Regions from separate parts of the Bos taurus genome. Here region 2 is linked to region 1. A link is a contact called in public Hi-C data. All regions are on one chromosome and are shown on one strand. The core of a region is the stretch at or near the end of the contact, and the rest is flanking DNA. Distances in the headings are between cores, read along the strand shown.

Region 1 (2,982 bases), core at 17-2,516:
ACATAACTACCTAGGAAGAGCCCAGCTCCCAGGCCGGAGTGGATTTGTCCCTTTCCTGTTCCCCGTAGAGCTGGGTTGTTTGGAAGCGGTGGTGGGGCTGGGCGGGGGTTTGCTGCCACTCAACAGCAAGAAGTGGCGCTCTATAAACAGACACCCCCGGGTCCCAGTCCCCTGGGGGGTGGGGGGGGGGCCGGCCTTCGCTCCCGCTCTCCGTTTCCCCCTCCCCCTCCCCCGATATCCAGTTATCCTGAGCCCCCTCCCCACACCTGCCTCCTGGCTACTCCTCCAGCCACCCTCCTGGCCCCTGACCTAGGAAGATCGACGGGGCACAATGGCCCCGGAGGCCTGACCGCAAAGTTGGGCGAGCCGGCCGGCCCCGGGAGCCGCTCTTTCCTGGAAGACATTTTGGCTCTTTGTTTACAACGCGGCGCGGCGCTCCCCGGCAACATGGCTGTCACTGCCGGCGCCTGACAGCGGCCCCCGGCCCGCGCGCCCGGCCGCCCCGGGTGCGCCGCAGCCGCGGCGAGACCGGCCCTCCCGCCCGCCGTGCCCGGCCACACTTACCATCTGGTGGTGGTGGTGACCGTTGGGAATGTTGGTTTCTTGGAAAAACGTGCTCAGGGCGGTCTGCGGACAAACACAGCGGCAGGGTGGCGGTTAACGGGGGTCGAAGGTAGGAAGCCCAAGGGCCCCACCGACCCCACCGACCCCACCGGCCGGGACCCTCCGCGGTGTCCGTGGCGCTGCGCTCCCGGCCTCCGGGTCCGACCCTTCAGCCGGCAGGCACGCGTCGCTCGGAGGGGGCGTCCCCCAGACCCCGCGAGGGTGCCAGGCGGCAGGGCCCCGCGCCCCACGCGGGCGCCGATCGCCGGACCGGGCGATATACATAGAGCTTCCCTGCCCCCTCTCCCTCCGCGGCGCGCGGCCGGTCGCCCCGGCCTGCACCCCGACCCCAGGGCCGGCGGCCAGCGAGCGGGACCGCCCGGGAGCGCTGGCTCTCGGCCCGCACGCACCTCAAACTGCCAGTGGGCCGCCTGCAGCAGCTGCTTCGCCTGGTCGGCCGCGCAGCCCGCGGCCAGCACGAACTGGTTGATCATGACCTGGTGCCGCAGCTCATCCATGTTCACCGACATGGCTCCGGCCGGCGCGCACTCCCGGGCTCGGCGGCCGCGGGAGGCCGGCTGCCCTCCGCTCGAGCTCGCCGCCGCCGCCCGCGGCCTCCGGACCCTCGGCCGCCGCGCCGCCCGCCTGGCGAGTGTTGTTGTCCGACTCGCGCTGCCGGCCGACACCACAAACAACAGCGCGGGGCGGGGCCGCGTGTCCCAACGTTCGGGGGCCGAGAGCCGCCGCCGCTGATTGGCCCGCTCCGCTCGGCCGGGGCCCGGTTCCCGTGCGGACGTTCGATTCGAATCCTGCGGCCTGCGGGCCCGCACTGTTTCTCTTTTTGCCTGGCCGCGCCCATTGGCGGACGTCGGCGCCGTGGGGCTCCCGGGCATTGGCCAGACGCTGTGTTTTGGCTCGTTTGGGCTCCTGATTGGCCCCGACCCGGCGTTTGGGGCGGAGCCGCGCCATCTGATTGGTCTCCCGTGAGTCTGTTTGAACTCAACTTGAAAACCTTGAGTGCCAGCTGATTGGCTGAGGCGCCTCTATTTGCTGTTGTAGTCTTGGGGGGGTGGTGCGGCCAAGTTCATTCATTACTTCATTGAAACTGAACATGCTCAGCTGGAAAAGCAAGACAGTGGCTTTGACTCACTTCCTCTGAAAGATGTGGTCATCTCGAGAAACACAGTGATCAAAATAGGAAACAGAGTCTTTTAAGCTGCTCAACTCAAAATTGTTTATTTTTTTTAAACTTTCAAGCCGCTCTACTTTTTTTTTTTTTTGCTTTTTATTGAAGTGTAATGTAATCTCTTCATGCCTCCTTCCAGTCCAACCCACCCCAAAAGCCCAACAGTCTTTCCCTACGTTTTTAGGCCAAAAACTTGGCTTTCTGAAGATGTAAACTAATGTTAATGTACATTAAATATAATCGAAAGGAGAAAATGAGACTTTCTCAGACACCAATATTGAAAACTAAAAAAAAAAAATGTTTTTCCATAAATTGATTGACCTAACTGAAACTTTGTTTCTATACAGGTACTGGCTCTCAACTCTAGATATTTAAAAACAAAGTTTATTTATATACACTGAGCTTCCATCTTCTGAATTAGATTTAACCTTCAAGTTTTGTGCTTGGGAATTGTCAGGATGGGAGAAGAACTAGGAGTTTAAGCAGACTGAAGACAGGCCAGAGAATTTAGAACGGTAAATAAATATTGCTAGGAATTCACTGTGAGAATTTCTGTTTCTGAAAAACTTTGTAAGTTCTGGATCTAAAATACCAATCAAAGAGAACATTATAATTAATTATGAGTCTTCAGAACAGGAGGCTAAAGGAAAGGAAGCCATGATTCTATTTTGACTTTGCCTGAAGTGGATTTAACTCTCCATCTAAGAAAACCTAACCATATTAAAAAAAAAAAAAGAATATAAATAAGGAAAAAGTTACACCCAATGTTTATGTACTGATGAAAACCAGCTTCAGGCACTATAATGAGTTTGTCCCGTTTAGTTAGTCCCTTTGTTTGTTTGTTTGTTTTGAAGGAGCAGGAGTCAGCTTTTTGCCTGCCCAGACCCATTTCTGTTGCCGTAATTGTACTTCGCTCCCTCCAAGTTTGCATGGGCTGAGACCTGGAGTGTGGCTGAAGAGTCAAGTACAGCTTGCAGCCCTTCCCTTCCAGTAATTGCAAGGTGAAAACAAAAGTGAGCAGCCAGCAGTTGCGATTTGCCAGGGAGCCTGGGCCACAAGCAGCCTCAGAACAAGGAAGTACTGTGACTGTGCGGCTCCAGTTTTCGCAAGTACATACAGGTGTCCAGCATGCCAGGGCCATGAGTAGTAGGACCGAACTGGGCAGAGGCATTGCAGGCTGCAGGAACCCTTAT
Region 2 (2,865 bases), core at 34-2,533, 72 kb after region 1:
TACAGCACGCCAGGCTTCCCTATCTTTCACCGCCTCCCAGAGTTTGCTCAAACTTATGTCCATTGAGTCAGTGATGCCATCCAAGCATCTCATCCTCTGTCGTGTCCTTTTCCTCCTACCCTCAGTCTTTCCCAGCATCAGGGTCTTTTCCAATGAGTCAGCTGTTGGAAGGACTAACGGGTAATTTTGCCCACCTGTCGGTGATGGGGGTGGCTCAGTAGAGGGGGAGGGGTGCAATCAGACCTCCTTCCAGAGCCTGCTCTCTCTCAGCGTCTGCATTTTCCCTTCCCCCCTTTTCCTTGCCCATTTCTTCTTTCTCATTTCCATTCCTTCCTTTGTATACGGTCTAAGCTCAGCTTTCATTCCACAGCTAGCTAATGCGTCTATTTTGACCTGTGGTCCTCCACCCTTTGCCTAGTCTCTGGGCTCTGTCATAGTGACCTACAGTACAAGGATTTCTGTTGTATTTATGAATGTTCGTGTTCCCTGTTGGACAAAAGAGTGGGTGAATTAAGCATCAGATTTTCTTTCCCCTCCCAAAGAGAACATGTAAGTAAATAAGGGCATCCTGTGCTTGACCAGGCCTTTGAGTGTTTCCATTGTGAATCTGTAGTCCTTGGTTACCGAAGGAGGTTCATGGTGGAGGTGTGTAAGTTCCCGCTTTTATCTTTCATTAGAACCAGCCTGCCCTTGCACTTTTCCATTTGTTCTTTAGGTGGATGGGGTCAGCTACCTCCTTCAGGAGATCTATGGGATTGAAAACAAGTACAACACGCAAGAGTCTAAGGCAAGTTCCATCCATGGTTCTTTTTTTTTTTTTTTTGGCCTTTCCCTGCAGGATATGGGCTCTTAGTTCCCCTACCAGGGATCAAACCCTGACCCGCTGCAATGGAAGCACAGTCTTAACTACTGGACCACCAGGGAAGTCCCCCATCCACAGTTCTGAATGTCCTCTTCCCAGGAGGCAGGGTGAGGATCCTGATCCAGCCAGGATCTAGGAATTTAGCACACCAAACTCTGAAATTTGTCTGGTCCTAGAAGGGTATTTCTTCTTCCTCATTTCAGATGATTATAATTATATTTAAATTTGGAAATGAAAAAATGGGCTGGTTTGGATGGGTTCTTCTACGGGGCTCTGCTCACCTAGTTCCCTGGACCCTCAGTTTGTCGCTGCCCCCTCCCCTGTGTGGCCTTCTGGGCTCCTTTAGCTCTGACTGATGGAGAGGACCAGATCTCAGCTCCAGAGGAGGAGCTTGGCACACACAGTTGCCGAAAGTGAAACTGGGCGTGCACATGCACTTGGTAAACCATGAAGTTCAATGCAGGTGCAAGATTCTGTTCACAGGACTTGTCTCAGCTCTGCAGGCGAGCTGCCTTCTAAACCATGGGGGATTTCCCTGGGGGTCCATCGGTTGAGACTTTGCCTACCAACAAAGGGGTTGCAGGTTCAATCCCTGGTCAGGAGGCTAAGATCCCACATGCCTTGCAGTGAAAAAACCAGAATATAAAAATAAAAAAACAGAGGCACTATTGTAACAGATTCAGTGAAGACTTTAAAACTGATCCGCATGAAACAAACAGATGAATAATAAAATAAACCATGGGTCATGAGAGTCTTTGTGACACTGGCTGTCTGCCCCCCCCGCCCCCGACAGGTGGCTGAGGACGAGGTTAGCGATAACAGTGCCGAGTGCGTGGTGTGTCTCTCCGACGTGCGGGACACGCTGATCCTGCCCTGTCGCCACCTCTGCCTGTGTAACACCTGCGCCGACACCCTTCGCTACCAAGCCAACAACTGCCCTATCTGCCGACTGCGTAAGCCCCCCGAGGCCCCGCTGGGCCCCCCAGGTCACCCCGCCCCCCAGCCGGGCTGGCTTCCGTGGAGGCTCTAGTCCCTCCTGACTCCCCCATGTCCTGATGACCTGTTTCCCTCTTCACAGCCTTCCGGGCACTGCTCCAAATCCGAGCCATGAGGAAAAAACTGGGCCCCCTGTCCCCAGCCAGCTTCAACCCTATCCTCTCATCCCAGACGTCTGACTCAGAAGAGCATTCTGTAAGTTGGGCCTTTTTTTTTTTTCCCCCACCTTCTGTCCTTCATGTGGCTTGGCAGCAAGTAAGTGAATCTTGGCACTCTGAAGTATTGAGTAAGCTGGCCGAGATCGCATTGTGTTAGAACCAGCCTATAGTGCAGTGGAAAATGATGTTCTGATCATTAAAACCTCCCCTTGCCACCTTGGGAGCTCAGTGTCCAGTTAATATTTACCATCCCTAGAACCAGCGGCTTGCTGTTTCACTCCGGAGGTGGGGTCAGTTCTGGAACGCCCCCAGGCAGAAACAAGAGGATGATTGTTTGAGGTTTAGATTCAACTTACTATTTTTATCTGAATCCTCAGAGGTGACTCTTTTTCTTTACTCCGTTTTATGGCTTCAGATACTAGGAACCAAGTAGATGAAATAATTCACCTTGGTCTCGTAGTGTAAGTGATGGTGCAAAGCTTCCGAGCTTTGTAGTTACAGACTAGAAGGTCTTGTCTTTAGGTTAATGTGTGAGTGGAAGAGATTAATTATTAATTATTCAGTAAGTGGTACTGGAATGATTAGGTAGCTATTTAGGGAAGAAAAATCAGTTAGTTTAGCACTTCACGCCTAATCAGATCATGAATTCCAGGTGGAGGAACTAGTTAACTACCCTAAAGGCAAAGCAAACCAAGCCTTAAAAACCCAGAATACTTTACAGATGAGTCTTCAGTTGACTATGGATGGGGGTTCTCTAAGCCTGAAAACAACCCAAAAAAAGAACATGTAGATTTTATCACATAAGAAACTTTAAACTTTAGATATGTAAAAGATGGCCCAAATTAAAAC

The links. A called contact is a pair of places that touch in the nucleus more often than the background predicts.
Region 2: a Hi-C map of liver shows a contact between it and region 1, with 2.0 times the contacts expected there. The contact joins the enhancer-like site here to the promoter of UBALD2 in region 1. A contact is called at or near these places in 2 of 11 Hi-C or Micro-C datasets (liver and skeletal muscle).

The regions. Positions count from the first base shown.
Region 1 is chr19:55,447,775-55,450,756 of ARS-UCD2.0, forward strand. It overlaps UBALD2 (UBA like domain containing 2), which reads right to left and starts at 1,267. Exons shown (of 3, transcript XM_005221309.4): 1 at 1,014-1,267; 2 at 565-627. The coding sequence starts at 1,133.
Region 2 is chr19:55,519,573-55,522,437 of ARS-UCD2.0, forward strand. It overlaps RNF157 (ring finger protein 157), which reads left to right. Exons shown (of 19, transcript NM_001205618.2): 9 at 716-787; 10 at 1,656-1,815; 11 at 1,941-2,053. Among named protein-coding and RNA genes, the nearest start is that of FOXJ1, 21 kb to the right of the region's middle. Within about 2 kb of position 1,284, at least 18 of the 102 cell types and tissues checked have an H3K27ac peak or open chromatin away from gene starts, as enhancers often do. A contact at or near this core is called in liver, where this site is marked.